Regions from separate parts of the Sus scrofa genome. Here region 2 is linked to region 1. A link is a contact called in public Hi-C data. All regions are on one chromosome and are shown on one strand. The core of a region is the stretch at or near the end of the contact, and the rest is flanking DNA. Distances in the headings are between cores, read along the strand shown. Region 1 holds the start of PVALB (parvalbumin). Region 2 holds the start of NCF4 (neutrophil cytosol factor 4).

Region 1 (3,929 bases), core at 989-3,488:
GCTCTAGCTACCCTGGTACAGAAGGGTGTGGGTCTGCTGGGTGGTGGAAGGTGCCTTTTAGAGGAATGAAAATCAGTGAAATACTCAAGGGAGCGCTCTTTGTCTTGCCTGTGGTGTTAGGCAATGAGAAAAATGGCCTCTTGGCTTGTATTAAATTATTAAGTAGCATCATTCCATTAGCAATATTAAGTGGCTATAATTTAACCTAGTTAGCTGCACTTTCTGCTGAGGATTTTATTCTTCCGGAAGCCAAAATGGTCAGGCAGTGTCATTTTCTGTGAAGGGTGCGGCGAGAAGGGCGGATGGCAGGGAACTTGGAAGCAAGAGTCCCAACCCCCACTCCCTCTCCCAAAGCGCCCCCACCCCCCACCCCCATGGGCCTCAGTTTACCCCAGCTCCTCCTCCTCAATGAAGCCGCTCTTGTCTTTATCCAGGATGTGGAATACCTTCTTCACATCATCTGGGCTCTTTTTCTTCAGGCCAACCATTTGGAAGAACTTTTTGTGGTCGAAGGAGTCGACAGCTAGGGGTGGGGGGTGGAGAGGAGGGGGTTAAAATGAGGACAGAGAAGGGACCTGGAGAAGGGCGGGAGAATGGGGGTGTCCCAGCATTTTCATCAACTCTGCTGGGCGGGTCCTGGGGGCGGGAGGCGGAGTGCCTCCACGGGAGGGCTGAGGGAGCCCAGGCCAGGAGAGGGGCCTTGGCCCAAGGTCACCCAGCCAAGGGCGACAGAGGTGGGCTTGCACCCAGATCGCCCTGGCTCCCTAGTTGGCCCCCACCCTCTGCTGTACCCTTCCCTAATGGTGGGGCTATCATGTGATGGCAGAGAGGGGCTTCCTGGTTCCCGTGAAGCCTTTCGGTGGTGGCTGAGCAGGGGGACAGGCAGGGGAATTGAAAGTGGGGGGAACATGATGTGTGTGTGTTGGGGGCAGGGGCGGGGGGGTTGGCCTTTCTCTTGGCCATGGATTGTGTTGCCAGAAGATCAACCCAGAAAGGACAAGTTTCCCTCAAGGTCACAGAGTGGGAGGAGGAGGGGGAGGACCCAGAAGTCCTGGCTTTGCTGCAGAAATCCCTTCCGGTGGGAAGGGGGGCGGGCGTTGGAAGACTCTCCAAGAATTCCCAGTTAGGTTTCTTCTAAGAGGGAGCAAGTGGGTCAAGGAGAAGTGGGTGGGTTATTGCAATGCCCTGGGAGGGTGGCTTCCCAGGGTTTCTTCATGCCCAGGGGAGGGGGCGCCACACAGAAAGGAAATGGGAGCCCTTCTCCAATTTTTCTATGTCCTGAGCTCCCTTTTTAAGGTCAACTGGGAAAGGAAACAACCTTAGACCATAACTTACATGCGTGTTGGGAAACACTAGCGTGAGGGAACAAGACCTAGGGGTGACCCCTCCCCCCATGCTCATCCCCTTCTGCCCTGCGAGGTGACCTTGGGCAAGTTTCTGGCCCTCTCCCTGCCTCAGTTTCCCCATCTGGGTGATGGGAGGGAGGAGCGAGGTAAGCGGCTAAGCGCTCAGGTCCAAGGGCAGCTCAGAGTGTCGAGACTGCCGGCTTCCCTCCCTTGGTGCCTGGGGAGGCTGGAAGTTGCGAGCTGAGGATGCTCAGAGCAGGGCCGGGCAGAGCTGAGCTTTAGGGAAGGTCATCTCCCTCTCTCGCAGGTCGGCAGGGGGTGGGTGGGCTCTGAGCCCCGGAGAGGGAGCTTGGGCTTTCCGGGGAGCCAGCAACGAGTAGCTGGGCAAGAAGAGTCCTGTCCAGAAATGGGGGTCTGGGAAAGGGGTCGCGCGAAGAAGCGTGCCCACTTACAGCCCCCTCCAAGTGCCTGGAAAAGGAAACCCCAAGCGCGCACAAGGACCCAGAGGTCCAGCTTTCGACCCCGGTCTTTGCCCCTTGTCCGGGATCCGAGTCCTCGCAGCGCGGCCACCTGGCCTTTGGCGCCCGCAAGTTTCGGTTGTCCTGCAGGGCGCGCGATCTCTCCGCCCCGCTCCCTGCGCCAAGTCCCGCCCGGGCAGAGTTTGGGAAATACCGTGGACCCCCTTCCACGCTCCACCAGCGCCCCGAAAGATGCGGGGGCAGAGGAGCGCTGGGGCAGACTGGCCAGCCGGGGGACTCCGCGGGGTGCAGGGACCAGGGTAGTGGATGAGGGGCGAGGGATGCGGAGGGGAGCGCGCTGCTCACCGGTAAAGGCCCCCACTGCCTTCTTGATGTCCTCAGCGTTGAGCAAGTCTGTCATCGACATCCTGCAACTGTTTGAGCGGGCAGAGCAAGTGCGAAAAGATTAAAAAGTGCTTTTCTCATCATTTCTGCTCATATGACCTGCGCTGCAGTGCCGCGCGCCGGGCGCACGCCCGCCAGCCTGGCGCAGAGCCAGGGGGCGCGGGGCTCGGCGCACAGCCAGAGCCGCTCAGTCCAGCCGCGCCGCCGAGCTGCGCGGGCCTGGCCGGGTGGGCGAGCGCGCCATCCCGCTGCCGCTCCAGCCCAGCCCCGCCGGGGGTCCTAGGGAACCCAGGGGCTGCGGCCAGGGCCCCGGGGAAGGGGCACCTCAGATTTACGGGGCGCCCGCCTCACCAGCTGGATCTGGAGAGTTCTCCTGCCGTCAAGGGCACGCAGGAGGCGCCAGCCTGATGAGGTGCAGGGCCCCTGGACCCGCGCATCTCCTAGGATGTCCCGCCGCTTCAGGGAGGACACTGGGCCGGCAGGGGCCAGGCCTACACCTGTGTGGGCCCCTTGGCCCTGCTCCCATTCTCTCTCCACTCCTACCTCAGCCTCCTCTCTGTCTGTCCCGGATGCAAATTTATGCTGCAAAGGCAGAGCGCTGAGATCTGGAAATCTGACCCACAGGACACTGGGAGGGGGTGGTACTGATAGCCGGTGCTCGGCCCTCTGTGGGTGCCCCATCCCACATCTGGTCAGGGACGTGCAAACAGAGCAGTTTTTTTTTTTTTTTTTTTTTTTTTAATTTCTTACCTGACTTTTCAAGGAACCCTTCTCGGATGCCCACTTAGCTACCTGCTTTCCTGGTCTCCTGAGCCAGAGAGTACAGTGCGGTCCCGACTCCTCCCTGACGGTGTTAAGCCATTTGGGGAAGGGGAGGGTGGGAGAGGCCTCTTGCCTTTCTTTGCATCCCCCTCCCACACTGGGAGACCAGAAGGCCAGTGCTTGAGGAGAGGGTGGCACCCTCAGACCACACCTTGGAGACAGCCTAAGCCAGTTTCATGGCCTGAACTTCATCTCTGGGAAATGGGACACTTTCTAATCTTTATGTAGCCAGAGACAAGTTGCATTCTTTCCCACGGTCCCCCAGGGGTTCAGGCTGCAACTAGCTGCCTCTAGAGTGTGCTGAGCCCTGGATGGGGAGTCAGGAGGCCCCGGTTCTAGATTTGGGGCTGCACAAAGTCCCTATGTGACCTTGGGTTGTGACCTTCATCTCTGGGCTTCAGGCTCCCTCTGCTGTGTTGAGGGTGTTGGCGGTCCCTTGAGGTGGCATCTTGAGACTCCAACTTTAAGGGGTGGGCGAGGGCTGCCATGGTGGCCCTTGATGGGGGTACCGGGGAGAGTGGTCTTGCTGCCCAGTAGCTCAAGTTCCCTCTCACTCGCTGTCAACGCTGTCTCCCTCAGCTGGGCGCTGGATGGCTGCCCTTCCTGGAAACCTTAGGATGCTGCTGGCTCCGGCTGGCCCCCTCCCTGTGAGTCAGCTCCTTCGGGTGACAGTCCGCCAGCTGGCTTCCAAGGCACAGAGGCTGCAGCTCCTGATCTGGCCTCTCTCCGGGGGAAGCCTTCCCCGGACCCCTCAGCTGCCCCTGCTGCCTCTGCCCCCAGCTGGGCTGTTAACTTGGAGATGCTAAGCTTCTGTGCTAACCTTTCAATCTCCTGGGCTCAGTTCCCTCTGGAGGCCTAGTTGGAGAACCTGCTTCTGCATCTGAAGGATCCTTAGGCT
Region 2 (3,929 bases), core at 1,061-3,560, 38 kb before region 1:
TCACTAAGGATCCGGCATTGCCATGAGCTACTGTGTAGGTTGGAGACACAGCTCGGATCTGGTGCTGCTGTGGCTGTGGCATAGGCCAGTGGCTATAACTCCGATTTGACCCCTAGCCTGGGAACCTCCATATGCCACAGTGTGACCCTAAAAAGATCAAAAAAAAAAAAAAAATTAAGAGAAGCTCATTTTTTGTTCTTTTTAGGGCCGCACCCTCGGCATATGGAAGTTCCCAGGGCAGGGTCGAATCAGAGCTGTAGCTGCTGGCCTATGTCACAGCCACAATGCCAGATCCTTAACCCACTGAGCAAGGCCAGGAATCAAACCCACAGCCTCATGGATACTAGTCGGGTCCGCTTCTGCTGAGCCACAATGGGATCTCAGAGAAGCCCATTTAAAAAAAAAAAAATCTAACTTCAGAAAAAACATTCGCACCTTATCAATGAGGAAACTGAGGCTCAGAGAAGTACTTTTGTTCAAGAGGACACAGCCAATCAGAGGAACAGCAGAATTATTCCTATTACACAATACTGCCCCTCCTGGCGCTTTGGCAACTAGAGACTGCTTTTGAGAACCATTCATTTTCATTTGCTCCAGAATGATCTGAGTGATTGTTGTCAGTTATCCTCCGGTGTGACCCTTTTATTTCCAAATTGGAAAAGTCACTTAAAAAAATATCATCCCTTTCAGTCTGGAATAAAGACTGAAAAAGGAATCTTTTTCTTCGATATACGTTCTTACTGCTTCATTCCTGAGCTGGTCAGGAAAAGCTGGAAAGGTCACAGGTTTCCAAAGTCACACAAGTGAAGGATTTTGAAGGTTGGCAAATCTGGGGGTTGACATCCCACCTATGACCTTCCTTTGCTAGGGGTGACCTTGGGCCACAGTAAGGTCAGACGAGCACAGCACTTAACCCAGTGTGCTGCCTCCTGGGAGAGGATGAAATGAAATACACCTGCCTGACATGCAGTAAGGACTCAGGAAAGTACATACATGCTCCTTGGTCGCAGGTCCATAATCATGGCAAATGTTTTCGAAATGAGCAGAAATACTACAAATGCGCATGTCACATTTTCATTCATTCTACCAATATTTAGTGAGTACCTACTATGTTCCAGATATTGTTCTGTGTGCTTGGGATGTATCAGTCAGGAAAACAGAGATTCTGACGTTTGGGAGAGTCCTTTATGTCCTCCTGCTTGTGGGGCAGCACAGTAACTCTGGGTCTTAAAGACAACACACATAACTTTTGCAGACTCTGCTCAACTGTACATGACTACCTCCTATCCCCGTTTTGAGAGGAATGGGTTCAGGAAAAAAAAAATCTCATAAGACCATCACGTCACTGATGCCTAACTTCGGGGTACAGGACATGGTTTAGTTGAAGCACTTGGGGTGAGCTTAGCCTTATTTTTTTTAGCGAGTCTACTCCTTCTGAGCACAGCTCAAATTAGTGACAGTGGTCTCAGAGTATGACAGGGAGTGCGGAAAAGCAACTGGAGCTACAAATGTGCTGTGGAAGATAATTCGTCTACGCCTAATGGAATTTACTCTATCAGTAATTGCATTAACTCGCCTTTGGAAGAGAGAAAGGGAAAGAGAGTAGCCAATTTACATGAACAAAAACTCTTGATAACTCTCTGGCCTCCGTCGACTGTATTCATCCGCAAGTTTTCAGACTCACCTGCCAGGATGCATTTCGCTGCCAGCTTCACCATGGTAACCAATCACCTCCGCGGACCAGACAGCGGAAGAGAGGCTGCTGGAGGCGTTGGGGGGCCCTGCCTGGGAAGGGGAGTGGGGAAGGCTGGCGCTGAAGGGTCCTGTGGCGGCGGTGGGGACAACGACCCTCTGGGCAGCCCGCGGGCAGTTCTCGGGCACTAGGGTCGCGGCAGGGCGCGGAGGATCGCCAGATGGGGCCAAGTTCAAGGTCTCAGAGAGTAACCTGGAAGATGCCAGCGAGGCGATTCGGATCCCGTCCCAGGCACAGCTCCAGTTAGTGGGAAGCAGGAATAGTGATCCAGCAACCTTCCCGCCCCCAGAACCGCAACAGATGGGCTTCTCGGGCAACCATGCCCCGCCTGCCCCGCCTTCTCTATTTCCTCCTCCTCCTCCTTGCTGGTTGTGGATTGGCTGCCACCAAAAGCTCCCACACCCGAAAGCTCCCGAAGACCAGTGGGAAGGAGGGGCGGGGATAACAGCCCTTTCTCGCCAGGTAATTCGTAGCAGTATCTGCTCTTCAAACTTTTCTCGCTTGGCTAATAGTTGTAGAGCATGTCAATCATCTCCACCTCCCGCCCCCTCACCTCTGGAAAGTTCAGGGAAAAACAGCTCCAACAACTTATATCCAGAAGCGGTGATAAAAGCAGCTTTCTGATTGGCCAGAGGCTGGCTTGGACCATCTCGGGAGGAACGCGTACCCTCCTCCCCTTCTGGAAGTGGGTTCGCCCACGGAGGGGGCCAGTTGGGAGCGCGGGAGACTGGAGCGGCGCCTGCGCAGTGGACAAGGTGCAGTTGCCCAAGCGGAACTTTGAACCCGCTCTGTTGGGCCGAGGTTCTTGTCGCCCCCTCAAGTCCCAGATTCCGGGGAGAGCGACGTAAGCTGCATCAAGAAATCTAGTCCTTGGCTCGCATCTCACAGGGAAATCTGATTTTTAAAGCCCGAGAATGTCATGCTTTAAAATGTAAAATAGGAAAGTGTTGAAAGTGATGTCTGTGGACAAAGAGAGAACAAGTGAGTTTAATGTGGGGGAGCAGCGGGACTCAGACACTTGAAGCCCTACTTTCCTGAGTCCAGCCCCTCTTGTAAAATGGAGAATATATCACATACCGCACATCATCGAATGAAAGCCAGCCCCAGGACACTCCCCATCCCACAGGGAGGCTCCGAGGATGTCTGTTGACTTTCTGGGGGAGGCTCCTCTTGCTGAAAGAGGAACCTCAGACTGAAATCACTGCCGCCGCCGTCTTCCTGACCTGGTGACCATCGTGGCACATCGCCTCGCCCCTGAGCCTGTTTCCTCGTTAAAAATGGGCTAGTGGAACCCACCTCCTGGGGTTGTCCTGACGCTCAAAAGAAGGTCTGTAAGTGCCTGGAACATAGTAGGGGCTCAACAGTGAGGAATGGATGAATGAGAAGAGATTCATCTGGACAAATTTCATTGATCATCACTGCCGTATGCCAGGTGCAGGCACCCCTGTTCTGCCTCTGCTGGGGCCCCCTGGGATGGCTGGTGCTGAGCAGGAAGATGCCCTCAGTGAAGGTGCCTGCCCCCGGGGGTTTGTCATCACAGGCCTTTCAGTTACCTGGAACTTGCCTCACCTGCTCAGTGTCTCCCTGTGGCTACCAGCCTTGCGCTGGGCCATGAACACACATACACTCCACACATTTCTGTGGATGCTTCAGCCTTGAATTGGGAGTGAAACAGAGCAAGCTGCCTGGAAGTTTCTTTCCTTGGGACTCATTCCTGGTATTGTGATTAAGATGTGTCTCCTGCCTTCCCCTCACCTACTTGTCTTCTTTGGAAACATCATGCAAGTCTGTCTCAGACACCCCAGGCCTCGGTGAGTCAGAAAGCCTCTGCCTGGTCTTTCTGCCCCCGCCCCGCTTCCAGGCTGCCCTGCTAATTAATCCCTCAGAGGCCCTCTTGAGTAAGTCACTCTTTGAGGCAGCTCCATGGAGCTGAGATGCTGAAACACATTTGGGGGAGATATATCTGGGAGCCTCAGTTTCCCCATCTGTGAGGGGCAGGAGGGACTAACAGCCCCTCCCTCATAGGGCTGTCTTCCTCTGCCCACATCTGCGGAGTCCACATCTGCAGAGCCCACATCCCTTTCCTTGGTGCTGCTGTGTGTGGTTTCGGTCAGCACCATTGTAAGAGCATTGTGGGGTGGTGTTTTGTGGTTTGTTTTTTTTTTTTTTGCTATTT

The links. Hi-C and Micro-C count contacts between places; a contact is called where the count stands out from the background.
Region 2: a contact with region 1 is called in a Hi-C map of adipocytes, with 2.0 times the contacts expected there. The contact joins the promoter of NCF4 here to the promoter of PVALB in region 1. A contact is called at or near these places in 3 of 47 Hi-C or Micro-C datasets (adipocytes, embryonic fibroblasts and skeletal muscle).

The regions. Positions count from the first base shown.
Region 1 is chr5:10,954,323-10,958,251 of Sscrofa11.1, reverse strand. It overlaps PVALB (parvalbumin), which reads right to left and starts at 2,238. Exons shown (of 4, transcript NM_001190157.1): 1 at 2,171-2,238; 2 at 391-523. The coding sequence starts at 2,231. The region is part of intron 2 of NCF4 (neutrophil cytosol factor 4); the gene reads left to right.
Region 2 is chr5:10,992,383-10,996,311 of Sscrofa11.1, reverse strand. It overlaps NCF4 (neutrophil cytosol factor 4), which reads left to right and starts at 2,310. Exons shown (of 12, transcript XM_021091535.1): 1 at 2,310-3,564. It overlaps IFT27 (intraflagellar transport protein 27 homolog), which reads right to left and starts at 2,130. Exons shown (of 7, transcript XM_021091536.1): 1 at 1,685-2,130. The coding sequence starts at 1,718.